Regions from separate parts of the Salmo salar genome. Here region 2 is linked to region 1. The links are chromatin contacts, called in public Hi-C maps. All regions are on one chromosome and are shown on one strand. Each heading gives the region's core, a stretch centred on a gene start, on an enhancer-like site or on the middle of the called end of the contact. The rest is flanking DNA. Distances are from core to core; before and after follow the strand shown. Region 1 overlaps LOC106603419 (homeobox protein cut-like 1). Region 2 overlaps LOC106603419 (homeobox protein cut-like 1).

Region 1 (4,447 bases), core at 789-3,288:
CGTTATGCAGACCTCACTACCCTCTGAAGAGCCTTACGGTTGTGGGCGGAGCAGTTGCCATACCAGGCGGTGATACAGCCCGTCAGGATGCTCTCGATTGTGCATCTGTAAAAGTTTGTGAGTGTTTTTGGTGACAAGCCAAATTTCTTCAGCCTCCTGAGGATGAAGAGGCGCTGCTGCGCCTTCTTCACCACGCTGTCTGTGTGGGTGGACCATTTCAGTTTGTCCGTGATGTGTACTTCGAGGAACTTAAAACGTTCCACATTCTCCACTACTGTCCAGTCGATGTGGATAGGGGGCTGCTCCCTCTGCTGTTTCCTGAAGTCCACGATCATCTCCTTTGTTTTGTTGACATTGAGTGTGAGTTTATTTTCCTGACACCACACTCCGAAGGCCCTCACCTCCTCCCTGTAGGCCGTCTCGTCATTGATGGTAATCAAGCCTACCACTGTAGTGTCGTCTGCAAACTTGATGATTGAGTTGGAGGCGTGCATGGCCACGCAGTCATGGGTGAACATGGGGTACAGGAGAGGGCTGAGAACGCACCCTTGTGGGACCCCAGTGTTGAGGATCAGCGGGGTGGAGATATTGTTACCTACCCCCACCACCTGGGGGCGGGCCGTCAGGACCGTTGTTCTGCCTCTGAACAAAGCAGTTAACCCAATGTTCCTCGGTAGGCCGTCATTGCAAAAAGAATTTGTTCTTAACTGACTTGCTTAGTTAAATAAAAATACGATTTATTTTTTATTTTTTACATACAATATGTGTGTGATTGTGTAAAGGCATACCTGCCCCTGTCCTCGAACCCACTCCTCTCTGCCGTATCCTTGAGTAAGATGTCCCTCTTTCTGTATATGATTAAGCTACGCTCTCTCCAGCACCTCCCGCCCCCATGGCACACAGAGAGAGGGGGTGACTGTGATGATGGCACAGGGTGGTGCTCGTTCTCTGATCTCCCTATGGCACTGAAGCTGATTCCAGGCGATGCCCGATCTGCCCCAGAGGAGCAATGTGTCAGCCATCACAGACCATCACTGTGTGATGCCGTTTCGCTCGTCCATCCTATCCCAGCTCCACTCTTATGATGAGATCTCTAATGTTGTACGAGGTAAACTTTGGCTGTAATCACAGATCTAGGATCAGATTACCCAATACCCAATCCTCACCACCATTAGGGGGATTAGAACACATCTGACCCTGGACCAGTGGTTAGAGGAACATCAACCTACTTCTAATGTAAGGCTACAGCAATGAGGAAAATTAGTAGAACTATATATCCATACTACGGTTGCTGCCTGCAAGTAGGCCTAGTGTGTTAGGCCCCCCATATGACAACCCCAGGTGACACAGAGATGAAGAGAGGGAGCTAGCTAGCTGTTTCCTGTTTCCCTAGGAAGCCCAGAGGATGCTCTAAGTCACCGTCCTCTCAGACTATAATTCCCTGCTTAAAAGAAAGCTGCAAAGCCAGTAATCCCTCCTACCCAACCCAAAAAGAAGCACACTCAAACACACACACATATATATACTCTCTCTCCCCGCAATCTCTCCCCCGCACACGCACACCACTCCGGATCAGTTATCCACAGCTTAAAACCTGCTCTGCAATTAAGGGGTTAGGCCAGGTCACAGACAGAGACAAGCAGGCCAACGGTTTCCCCTGGCCCCTAAGCCGATGCCAAAGCCTTCCTTGTGTTTCATCTAGCTCCCGCTAGTGTCATTAGGCTAGCAACCGCCGTCTATTTTTAAGTTGTTCCCGCACCCCTAAAGAGTCCAGATGGTTCATTGGAGGGGCGTTATGCTATACCTGTGAGCTGGTCAGCTTTGGCGTCGGCCCAAATCTCGCCTTTTTAACACAAACGGACTAACACACACACACACAGACAGAGGAATCATCTGTTTGTGTGTGTGTGTGTGTGATCATTCAGAAGGCAGCACGGCCGGCGTTGCCAGATGCCCTCCCCTGTCAGAATGTGTATGGGACTGCATTGGAGAGAGAGGCAGAGAGGCAGATAATCTGCACTGAGCCATGGCCGCACAGTCACGCAGGGCCTTGGCACACACACACACACACACACACTCCGGTGCCATCCATCCCATTACCTTACCTCTCTCTCCCTCCTCAACCCCCCCCCCCCCAGTCACTATCTGGCCCACTTCACCTTCTCCCCCTTTCTCTTCACTTTCAATGGAAAGCCAAAGAGGGAAGCAGCCTCTTCCTGACAAGATGTCTGCTGGATCCCTTTGCCCAGTAAGCAGGGAACTTTAATTGCTCCATCTGCGATAGAGAGAGAGGAGAGAAGGAGAGAAAGCGGAGAGAGTGAGAGAGGGAAAGAGAGAGAGAGGGAGGGAGGGAGGGGGAACTTGGGAACTTGGCGCTGCCTAGTTTGGATCCAGATGTTTTCCAGAGAAAGCCCATTTGAACATGTTTCATTTCTCTCTCCCATAGGAGCAAAAAGTGACTGGGGCTCACTGGCGTTTGTCAGTGGCAACTGCCTGCCTTGCTCCATAAATCAAAACCTCTAACAGAGTCTGGGCAGGAGACGTCCAAAATACTGTTTTTATTTGATTTCTCCTTTTTAGAACCCACTGTTTGGTGTCTGTAAACACTGTAGTTCTGGACACTTTTAACTTAGTGTGTAAGTTGCTGACTTGCAGTTGTACTGTGCCACATATTTTTGTGAATTTGAGCAAACACTGCCACCCTATGGGTTGGGAAGGAAAGTGTAAATGTTGGGGGGCGGTGGTAGGTGTGTGTGTGTGTGTTGGGGGGAGGTGGATGGAACAAACAGAACTCCTTTCCTCTTTGGTTGGTCTAAGTGTGTGTGTTTTTAGTCCAAAAAACACTGGAAGTAGATCCTGGCTGACTGACACTAGCAGTGTGGTACAGTAGCTCTCCCCTGCTTCCCCCTCCCTCCCCTCTTCCCATCCCCTCCTCTACCCAGGGATGACCCAGTTAGCTGGCTTTGGCCCAGTTCAGAGGCGATGCCAGGACTGGCTGGCTGGCTGCTCACACTCCCAGAGCAGTGGAGGAACGCACAGTCAGGCCTGGACTGGGCTCTCAGGAGACACCACAGACACACATAACACACACGCTACCTCTGGGCTGCTCAGTGCAACCTCAACAACAGCCACACACATGAAGACTCTGAACCCCACAGTGGGCGAGTCCACTGTCTATCATTAGCTCACGTAGCTAGGCCAATGGGACACCTTTCTTACTCTTATACACTGCAGGTAGAAAGAAGTCTGCAAGTGGATTAAAAAAGTGCTTTACTATGGTAGTTTACTATGGTAGTTTACTATGGTAGTTTACTATACATTTACATTTTAGTCATTTAGCAGACGCTCTTATCCAGAGCGACTTACAGTAGTGAATGCATACATTTCATTAAAAAAAAAAATATTCTCCGAACTATGGTAGTTTACTGAGGTAGTTTACTGAGGCCAAATGGTGAGTATCTTGAAAAGGAAGAACAGTACAGTTGGTCATTTTGACGACCAATACGTCTTTAACTTGTTGAATAAAGGTTATACTGTATTATTTTTCTCTGAAGAGTGGTATTAGATCCAAATGCCTTACATTGGCCATCTATACATTAGGAAATATTTTTATTGACAGTGCATGATTGTGAGGTGGTGTAATGTATAGAGCACAGCTCTGGCTTTAAGGGTTTAGTGTGTGTGTGTGTGTGTGTGTGTGTGTGTGTGTGTGTGTGTGTGTGTGTGTTAGATCATATAAAACGGGTGTGTGATGGTGTACATAGAGTACTCACCACTAATATAGTTGCTTCCATGTGACTGAAAGCTGATCCAAAGTGCATCAAAGCGTGGGGGGTTATAATAGTGTGAGAGGGCTGATGCATTACGTCTGTCACATGACCCAAAGATGGTGTTTAACCAACCAACCATCCACCAACCAACCACGCAATTTAAAAAGGCTTGGACAAAACCCTTTCTCCTCTCTCGCCAGCTGTTGCCCAGTGTGGTACTGAGGGCGAGAGAGGGTTCAGGGAAGAGGCATCTGTGGCCTGCATTTTTCCTCCTCTCCCTACCTCTCCAAGGGCGAAGGATGAATATGGTACAGTATTTGACTCTGTCTGTGACGTATCTCCAAAGTTTGTTTTAAATTCTTTCATCTTTTAGACGGTATTTGAGAGGCAATCTGGAATGGATGTTGAGCCACACAGACTGTTGCTGTAGTGTTCTATCCTGATTCATGAAGTACTTTGGCAACATCTATAATGTTTAGTTTCATGGGCGGGTATTTGGGATGTATAGTGTTGGTTTGGAGCTAAAAATAACCATTTTTGAAACCTCTTTAAATCATAAATCTGTGATTTTTGAGCCATGTGCAGTACAGTGTTGTTAATGTAAAAGCAATACTGTATCATATCACCTGCGTACTACAGAAATGTCATGACTATAGAAGACCTCTCTACCACAGCTC
Region 2 (4,447 bases), core at 1,008-3,507, 95 kb after region 1:
TTTGAGAATGGTTACATTTCTCCAGGCCCATCCCTCAGCTTTTTACCAAAACAGAGGCAGGCTTTGTTTTTGTTTCAACTAAGGATTCTAGCTTTAATAGTTACAGTTTGGTTGATACATTACCAGAGAAACAGGCTCAAGCAGCATAGTGGAGACTTATCCAGTCCTTTCACCTATGGCTGGCCTTAATTCCTTAGGATAGGAGATGAGGAACACATGCAATTTTAGAGTATTGGGACAAAGCCTGGTTGTCATAGGACTGCTCACCGCATCACCCTCTGACTGCTCAATTAGCCCCACAGAGAAGTGTCTCCCTCCCTCCCATCCTTCCATCACTGTTCCCTAGACCTGGCCGCAGCTCACTCCCCCCTCTACTGTGAGGTGGCCAGGACCAGTGATGGATGGTGTCGTTTAGCAGCTCCCTTCAGCCAAACTCACAGAGATCGGGCCAAATCACTTCCATGTCTGTCAGCTACAGTAGCCTTACTGTAGCACTGCACCCTCTTGGCTAGGTTGTTATAAAATACAATGTGTTTTCACTAGCTCACCTGGATAACTAAAGGTAATACAAATAGTAATATGTTTAGCCTACTAGCCTAGTCTCTCTTCTACCTGATATAGCCCAGGCATATTGGGACATTATTAGGCAAACTGCACTGAGATTGGACCAAATACTCCCATGTTCACCAAAACAACTAGCCACTATCCTTAATATCGGTAAGGCAACAAAAAATGAAGTTAGATTCACACTGACACAGATGACGCACACAGCCAAATCAGATTTCTTACAGGACTCAATCACTGTTATTTTGTTTCACACACAGTTTAGGAAATATGGGCACAAAGGATGCCTCTCAATGAACATGTTTACCCCTGCTGATTGCACCTACATCTAATCATTTTCAATGGGACATTCTATTATGTGGTGGTCCACAATATGTATTTTCTAAGGTGCTGTGATTTATGACAATGGAATTGTGTGATATGATTTAGACCCTCATGGTTTATTTAGAATAGATGAACAAGTTCACCCTTGTACTTTACTTTAATACATAGACTGAGATCCACAGGGCTGCTGTGTGCATCACGGCATCCAATTGAATGCGATAAGAATGCAGTTGGAGCTGTGTGCGTATCTGTAACATTTCCATGTGTAATATAAGTGAGAGAGAATCTGTGTGTTCAGCGCACAAACAAAGCCCTGTCGGAGTCAGTGAGAGGAGGAAACTGTAAAGCAGCCCTTCCATCTCACACCCAAGAGATTCTCTCAGCGGGACTGGCGTCACCTGTTCTGTCTCCCAGCCTCCCAGCCCCATGCTGTCTACTCATCCACTTCTCTTCTCTTTAGAGGAACTGCTCCCCAAATCCCAGCGCCTTTCAGTAGCGCTTCACATCTCAGCCTCTCTCTCTCTCTCTCCGCTACGCTACGCTGCCTGCGTTTGTTCAGCCGCCCGACGTTCAGCTCACCTGCATAAAAAACAGTGTGAGAAGCACAGGGTAGAGCAACACAACCCCCCTCCTTGCTGCCAAAGGCATGTTTGAGGGGTCCCCTGGGATATAGTGGGGGGAAATAGAGCTCCACAGCGCTCTGCGTGAGAGCTCACAAGCTTTGAAGCCTTTCAAGAACCTGGGATTCTGCTGTGGTGAATGTTTATGCTGCGAACAGAGAGGGAGACCTTGGTGGTTGTTTTTTATTTATTTATGTGAATCCAGACCTTTTTTTATGCCTTTGAAACAACTCAGGCACTCAAACGCCAGTCAAACACTATTTAAACTGTTTCTTCTCTGAGTGAAGTCAGCCACAGTTGCAGCAGACAAAATGCTGCCAACTTCTGATGGCAAGTTTTCAATGCCGCCCTCCCCCCTACCTCGGAAACTTAAAGAATGTGTAACGTTGATGCGTGTTCATGCAAGGAATTCAAGTTTATTCCAACAGTGGAAAAAAAGGCTTTTAAATGTTGACAGTAGCTCATGCCCTAATTCTAATCCTTTTTAAATAGATTTTCAGGTACTGTTTAAGTTTGACACTTTTTTTTCTTCTGAATATTGCTCTATCCATGCTTCAGCTGACGTGGTTTACAGTTTTAGTTTTTCGTAAAAAAATGTGTAACCTTGATTCATATTAACCTACAACATGTCAATCGTACAATGTATTCCTGATTCTACTGGCCTTCTAGTGACTACCTTCTCGATCCCTCTGTGTGGATATAACCCCTCCTCTCTCCCCAGGTCAGCGTCTATTTGGGGAGACCATCTTGGGTCTGACCCAGGGCTCGGTGTCTGACCTGCTGGCGAGGCCCAAGCCCTGGCACAAGCTCAGTCTGAAGGGACGTGAGCCCTTCGTCCGCATGCAGCTCTGGCTTCAGGATCCACGCAACGTGGAGAAACTCATGGACATGAAACGCATGGAGAAGAAAGGTAATCCTTCTTTCCTCCCCTCTATATTTTTTGTGTTCTTCTTTACCTCCCTCCCTACCTCAACTCTGTAACCAGTTCTAAATCGCCCCCTAGCCTAGCCCTTACAAATCTCAAATGGTTAAAGCCAAAGGACAGTATGGCATTTGCCCCGCCTTGTGCTCTGACAGGTTAGGCAGAATTTGTGCCTCGTTGTCCTTGGATAGGATTTGGAGTTGGGCATTAGTGTGTCCTATGTCCTGTCCTTGTAACTTAGACAGAGACTAGGATAGAAAGAAGTCTTTGTACACTGATATAGCTACTGGATAGCTACCTCCATAGGCCATATTTTTACCCACCAACATCAGTCGTCGTCGTCGTCGTCCCCCCAGGATCGTGCCATGTCCTCAAGGCCGCCATGCAACCCTCGTAAACGGAAGGAAGTAAAGAATACTGTAAAACGAGATGGAGCAAGAGAACAATCTAGCCAACAAGAGAGAGGAAGAGGAATAGTGATTGCTCTTTTTCCTCCTCTAATAGCCCAGATGTGTCCCTGGGCTGCCGAGTCAAACAGCCCATGCCCAGAGCTCCTGGTTAAAAACAAAAGGGGGAGGAGACGTGTGTGTGTGTGTGTGTGTGTGTGTGTGTGTGTGTGTGTGTGTGTGTGTGTGAATGCTGTCGAGATCGATCTGGGTGTGAGACATCAACGCTCTCATCAGACATGACAGGCCCCAATCTCTCCGGGGTACACTTATTCAAAGTCCAATGCACTCATCAGAGCCCTCTTTTCTCCCCTTCCACCCACTTCCCACTCTGTAAGCTAAGTGAACATTCTTGGAGTGATTAGGCCTATTTAACACTTCTCCCGGGGTATCATCATTACTGGTCCTTCTTTGGGACTGGGGCTGGCGCTAGGCTACCTATGAGTCAATGCCCAGCCTGCAGGGGTATGTGTGGGTTAGCATAGCATGGAGGCTAACCTCTGGGAGCCTCATCATCAGCCAGCTAACGCTAGGGCCTGGAAGTTATTTTCCCTGCCTCAAGACCAAATCAAATGAAAAGTGTGGTAGAAAGCACAGGAGTGAACAGGAGAAAGCTGACGGGCTGTGAGCGTCAACAGCGTCATAGCGCGTCAATTTCTCAAGTTTATGCGGATCAATGTTGGTAAAATAAGCAGATAAATTGAATGGGTCATTTGTAGAAAAGAGGAATTGTTTTGATCTTCCATATGCTAAGTAGACTAAATATGTAGTTTAAAATGTGTTTGGCTGTAAGCTAAGGTTTATCAGTCAGATAGGCTGCATATTTGAAAACAATTGCAGCCTACCTGTGTTGATTTCGACCATTGGCATATAGCTTAGGCAGGCTACGGCTAGGAAACTCGAGGAACTCCGATTTCAAGAGAGAATACTGTTATGTAGACAAACGGGACTAGCTAAATTCTTTATAAACTGCTCGGGTGTACCAGCTACAACTCTCCTCACGTTCATAAGCTGAGGTAGGGTGGCTCCCGTAGGACATATCAGGTGAGTCAAAAGAAACGCACAACAATAATTCACAAGGGCTACATAGCGAACATAACAAATACAGCTGTTTATTATGGATTCTCATGACAATTAAATTGGCATACGCTAAGCAGTGTATGCGAATTGACACTCTTACGTGCAAATTTTGACACCGTTGATGGCGTCTCTCCGTGTGATTTTGGCGGTCCATATATCATTAAAATATCCAATGTTATTATCTATGAAATAAAAAAGGGGGACAATTCTGGTTTCATGTATTTAGTCTAACAGGCACACTGTGATAGACAGAGAAAACAACTATATTACAAACAAGCCAGAACTGTCCGATCTGAACAGCCATTCAGGTGTCCTGGTAGTATGGGTAGAATAAGAGCAGAAGAGAACATGAGCAAAATTGAAAAAACAGAGACCATAGAATATGTGAAATACTTAACAACATAATAAAGAAATAAGATGATGATGAGATTAGGTTGGTATAAGTATATTATGTAGTTACCAATCTGTATATTTCTCAGAAGAATGTATTT

The links. Hi-C and Micro-C count contacts between places; a contact is called where the count stands out from the background.
Region 2: a contact with region 1 is called in a Hi-C map of muscle, with 3 times the contacts expected there. The contact joins two enhancer-like sites. A contact is called at or near these places in 2 of 3 Hi-C or Micro-C datasets (gill and muscle).

Annotation. Positions count from the first base shown.
Region 1 is chrssa04:59,748,418-59,752,864 of Ssal_v3.1, forward strand. All of the region lies in intron 3 of LOC106603419 (homeobox protein cut-like 1), which reads left to right. Among protein-coding and RNA genes, the nearest start is that of trnae-uuc, 48 kb to the left of the region's middle. Within about 2 kb of position 2,039, at least 1 of the 13 cell types and tissues checked has an H3K27ac peak or open chromatin away from gene starts, as enhancers often do. A contact at or near this core is called in muscle, where this site is marked.
Region 2 is chrssa04:59,843,319-59,847,765 of Ssal_v3.1, forward strand. It overlaps LOC106603419 (homeobox protein cut-like 1), which reads left to right. Exons shown (of 23, transcript XM_045717152.1): 21 at 2,230-2,418. Among protein-coding and RNA genes, the nearest start is that of LOC106603469, 71 kb to the right of the region's middle. Within about 2 kb of position 2,258, at least 1 of the 13 cell types and tissues checked has an H3K27ac peak or open chromatin away from gene starts, as enhancers often do. A contact at or near this core is called in muscle, where this site is marked.